Regions from separate parts of the Gossypium hirsutum genome. Here region 2 is linked to region 1. The links are chromatin contacts, called in public Hi-C maps. All regions are on one chromosome and are shown on one strand. Each heading gives the region's core, a stretch centred on a gene start, on an enhancer-like site or on the middle of the called end of the contact. The rest is flanking DNA. Distances are from core to core; before and after follow the strand shown.

The links. A called contact is a pair of places that touch in the nucleus more often than the background predicts.
Region 2: a contact with region 1 is called in a Hi-C map of leaf, with 2.2 times the contacts expected there. The contact joins the promoter of LOC121202992 here to the promoter of LOC107896999 in region 1. A contact is called at or near these places in 6 of 34 Hi-C or Micro-C datasets (hypocotyl, leaf and petal).

The regions. Positions count from the first base shown.
Region 1 is chrA10:24,807,370-24,810,069 of Gossypium_hirsutum_v2.1, forward strand. It overlaps LOC107896999 (BI1-like protein), which reads right to left and starts at 1,356. Exons shown (of 4, transcript XM_016822329.2): 1 at 855-1,356; 2 at 1-76. The coding sequence starts at 1,122.
Region 2 is chrA10:25,003,879-25,006,578 of Gossypium_hirsutum_v2.1, forward strand. It overlaps LOC121202992 (putative ammonium transporter 1 member 5), which reads right to left and starts at 1,286. Exons shown (of 1, transcript XM_041078509.1): 1 at 951-1,286. The coding sequence starts at 1,286. The coding sequence ends at 951. LOC107896997 (ammonium transporter 1 member 1) reads right to left here and starts at 1,568. Exons shown (of 1, transcript XM_016822326.2): 1 at 1-1,568. The coding sequence starts at 863.

The DNA of each region.
Region 1 (2,700 bases), core at 106-2,605:
AGAGACACGGTGAAGAGGCCGAGGATGATCAGATTTACGGGGTGTTTTTGGTGATAGACGTGCAAGGGCCACAACACTACATGGATTAGGTTTTATTGTTAAGACTTAAGATAGAGCATGGTAATGTGATAAAACAATGTAGCAGCGCTCTTTAAAATCTTAAAGTAAATGCTCGGGAACAATTTAGAAAGGGAGACTTTTCTAGTTCAGGTCTATCATCAATCTGAAAATAAGGTTAAAACTTAAAAGAGAACTAAGATTTCATTACTACCAAGAGCTGGAAATCTATCATACTGATTTTATCATTAGAAGAAAGAAACTCTAGGCCATTATAAACTGTAGTACTAAAATCTAGGCATAAAAGGCATACTATATCAGCTTTCGAACCATCAAAGCAAACATGAAGATCTCCTGCTTTTGATTAGGTTAAGAACAGTGCAGATCACTTTATTAAAAACCTAATACAACATAAAAATTACACAATGAGACAGCTAAAAGATCTATATTCTAAACCCTCAAATTCCCCACGAAAGGCATCCGGATCCGGAAAAGTGAACAGATAGAATCACTCTATACAGAAAAATGGCAGAAAATGCTGACTATAAAAGCAATTAGTGTTGAAATTTGAGGTCAAGACTCGATTCACAAACGTATTGAATCTAACCTTAACCGACGCTTGAAAGATATTAACTTCATAATAAGAATTTAAAAAGTGAACTAATAAACTAGAAGGAGGCCTAAGAACTAGTACTATTTCTTTCATAACAGTTCAAATTTACCAAGTTCAAAAGGTGTGGAAAAAGAAAGAATCAAGATTGAAAAATGAAAGGAATATATAAAGGAGAGGACTTTACAGATGAAAGGGACTAAACAGAGGAAGAGCAAGATGCCAGAGTTTCCACGGAGGAGCTCGTTGACCGGAGCCGAGAACACCACAAAGGCGGAGACCACGGTGGTTAACACTAGCTGTGCCGCAACGATGCCGTAAACCTTTCGGATAAAGCCCCATCGGAGCTGGTTCTCACCGTAGCTGAGTCCCGGGTACAGAGTGTCTCCTGACTCTAGATCTACCTTATCCGCCTTACTGACACTCGTGCTGCTCACACGCTCGTATCTGTACATTTTTTTTTCTCCTGCTTTTCTTTTCTTTTATTCTCGTTTGATTTTCAGGGAAATGAGATGAGAAGAAAGAAACAGAGGGAAATTTTGTTGTAATTTTGTTTCTTTCTGAATAATGTATTGTATCATAAGAGAAGATAACCAATCTAAAAAGCCTTGAGGTGGGATCTACGCGTTATTAGCAGCTAGTATTCCATCATGAAATCATGTATTTTATGGGAAGTTCTTAAGTTATTTAAATGCATAATGATTTACGTGGATTTTAGTAATTAATTAATTTTTAAAAATTAAAATATTAAAAAATATTTTTATATTTTATATAACTTTTAATTTTTTTCAAAATTATATTTATATACTTTTCTGAATTTTTAAAATTTTAAAAAGTTAATTAATTATTTACGTGACATTTACGTATATGTCATGTCAATGGAGTTAATAAATGTTAATTTTTTTATTTATTTTGGAGTAATTTGACAAATAATGCAATCCTAAGGTTAAAAAACTTTAAATGGAAGGCTAAAATATTTTTTTTTAAAGTTTAGAGAGTCAAATAAATCATTATGTCTTATTTAAATAACTTTTAGATTTTATTACAATTTAATGTTACTCTCAAACTAGAGTTGTTACTCATTGATCTGAGCGTTCACTCTACAACCCATGTCATAGGTTCAAGTCGTAATAATTATCTACTTGTAATGTGTGTTGCTAGTAATTTGCTATTATAAATAATGTATAAATTGTACCAAAAAAATGTTAATCTCAACAAAAGAATTTAATTTAATGTTTGTTATACTTGAAAAAAACTCGAACTCCAAGCTTAAGATAAACAACAATAAAAAGGGCCAAACTCTTACAAACGTTCAGATGGCACAAAACCAACAAAGAAGCTAAAGGCACTAATATGGAATCTTGAATTCGATTATTGAATTTGATGTTACTCAAATAAATTGATTTTATCCCATCCATACATGTATTGAGCACGATCTTATCGGATTAAGAACACATACCTTAGCCAACCACATATTAGTCCCCTCAAATCCCCAACAACAACAACGATAGAAACAACAAGGGGCTAGAGGATAAAGAGAGAAAGGTGATAAAGAGGTAAAGGTTTTCATAAAAGGCAAGACTTCCATAACCAATAGAATCAAAGTATATTCTTTTAAGCTTTCATCATCTTCCCTTCACTAACTTAATCATTGAATAACATCCTAAAGAAACTACTCTAATGCCCCATAGTTCTTCTTTTTGTCTTGCAAGCCTGATGTAACAACCTTTACCTAGATTGATGATAGCCACAAATAAGGGAAGTCACATTTAGATGTTTAAAGTCATATATAAAACTTTGGCATGGCTTAATTCGTGCCCAAGACAAAAACCAAGAAATTTTGAATCAATTTCGAATATAAAAACATAAATTTTCACGAAGCAGTAGTCCATATCTCAAGGCAAGTATAGCATGTCTCAAGACATGAGACCCCTAGAGTTAAAATTGTGCTGCCAACTTGTAGAAAACTTAAATTTAAGTCTTTAAACACTTCAAATCATTCCAAAGCATAACCAAAACATACTAAATCGCAC
Region 2 (2,700 bases), core at 36-2,535, 200 kb after region 1:
CCCATTGTAGCACTCACCCACCCAACAATGACCAAAATCTGGATAATATGAGCAGCCAACAGCCTCCCTCCACCTCCCATAAACAAACCATATCGAACCGGCCTGCTGGGGTAGACTTCCCTCACATACTTTTCCGAAGCAAACAAAGCTGTAAAAATTAGCCCCAAAGCCCCACATCCACCATGCAATTGAGCCGCTCCTAATGGATCATCGTACCTCACTTTCTCGGCCAAATTGTTGCAACTGGTCAACACCCATGCAGCCACAAAGCCACAGATAATGGCAGCCCAGGGTTCAACAACAGAGCAGCCTGCTGTGATAGCAGCAAAACCACCAAGTAAACCACTGCAAACATCGGTCACATCCCAATGACTTGTCAAGATCCATTTCCCAAAAAGGGTAGTCAACGCCGACGTGCATCCGGCTAGAGTGGTGGTCACCGCTGTTCTCCCCACCGCACTCCACTGCCCATAATGGTTTCCAGAGGTGTACAAACCGGAGATTTTGTTAAATGAACCGGGGTTGAACCCATACCAACCGAACCAAAGTATGAAAGTTCCAAGAACAACAAGGGTTGCATTATGATCACGCAAGGCAACTGACCTGCCCCAAGAGTCGAAGCGGCCTATCCTTGGTCCTTCAATAAGTGCACCCCATAAACCGGCTACACCACCAACCATATGAACAACCCCTGAACCGGCAAAGTCAATAACCCCACTACCAAAGAGGAAGCCATTATCTACTCGAAAAGCAGTGGCCCAACCATCAGTCGCCCAAAACCAATGAGAAACAACAGGGTAAACAAAACCGGTTAAAAAAGATGAATGGATAAGATAAGCAACGAATTGGGTTCTTTCAGCCATGGAGCCACTAGCAATCCCGGCAGCTGAAACAGCAAAAGCCCAATGATAAAGGAAATTGCTCTAATCAAAGGAAGATGAAGGAATGGATTATAAGCCAAAATTGTGGCGACCAATGAAACCGCCATTGGAAGGGGAACCAAAGGCAAAAGCAAACCCGAAAAGGTAATAGAAGAGGCCAGCGATGGCGGCGTCGAGGACGTTAGTGAGCATGACGCTGATGGCGTTTTTGGCACGGACTGAGCCAGCGCAAAGCATGGCGAAGCCAAGTTGCATGAAGAAGTTAAGGTAAGCTGAGAAGAGAAGGTAAGTGTTGTCAACGGCAAAGGAAGCGTCACTGAACTTGTTGCATATGTAGTCAGCTGCCGCAATGGCGGTGGCGTTGGGGCAGAGGAGCGCAGCTAGGTCCGCTGAACAAGTTCCCATCGCCTAAAATGGTATAGAGAAATTCATGTTTATGGTTAATATGGGCAGCAATATCCACTCAAATACTCAATCATGAACTTGAGGAACAATTAAGCACAATGGATGTTAGTAGGGTATCCATTATCATTATAATATATTATCCCAATTGACTGGGTTGGATCTTTGTTTTTATCAGTCTCAACTTTCAAGCACTTGCACATCGGCATGGGTATAAAATTCACTCTTGTAAGAACTTTGTCATTTTCATTTTTGGGGAAGAACATATATAATGAGGCAAATACTTTCATAATTCGGTACAAAAACTCTTTCCTGTGATAAGAACGAAAAGTTAAAAGTTTTTCTATGGCTCACGTTCAGCCACTAAGTTTTTGTCATTTGGGAGTGCAAAATTAAAAGTACTGTAAGTACCATCTTCCTTCTCTTGTTTTAACCTCAAACCAAATTAGCCAAATCTTGAATTTGATTTCGTTGTTGCCATTAAAAAAATGTTTTTGAAAAGAGGGGTAGAAATATGATGTAAAAAATGTGTGTTTGTTAATTTTTAATATTCTCTATTGTTAGTTAAAGATCAAAATGCCTTTTTGACGTGTCGGTAAAAAGTTAAAAATTAGTTAAGTTATATTAAATTTAAATAATTTAAAATAATGGTGAATGAAGTATAAATTTTAAGTGCATAACTTATATTAGGTTATCATAAAAGACATATTTTTTAGACATTAATAAAATAGTTTTACGTTATTAAATTTTAAAGATAACAAAATATTATTATACACTCATCTATATTTACTATTTTCTTCATCTTAATTTAACCTTAATTAAATTTATTAAAATAATTAACTTTTAAAATTATAAACTAACATTTTTTCTTGTTCTACAATTTTTAATCATTTTGTTTTCTTCCCAAAGTTAATATTTTTTTATTTTTGTGCAATCAATTTTTTTAAAAAAAATATTAGTTTTTAGGCAGTGGGTTCTTTTTCCATTTTAAATTGTTTTCTATTTCATATTATACCTTTTTTCAAAGTAAAAATTATATTCCATTGAATCTTTAGTAATAAGAATTGTGTAAATTTTAAAGTTTTTGTTATGAATATCTTATTAAGTGGATGCCTATTAAGATAAAATCAATTTTGATGTACTTTAAATTCTAATAGTGATTAGAAGTAAATCTTTACTCATTTATATTTTTTATTCTTATAAATAGAGACTTTTGAGAAATATTGTAAAGATTCCGATTGATAAATAAAATACGCTCTCTTTTTTTCTCTTCCATCCTCTTTCTTCTTTCTTCTTTGTCTTTTATTTTATAACATGTTATCAGCACAATTATCTTTTAATTGTGTTTCTCCATAAGTCGCAAAAATATCCTCAAATTTACTGTTGTTGATTGCCTCCTAGAGTTGCTCTATTTCAA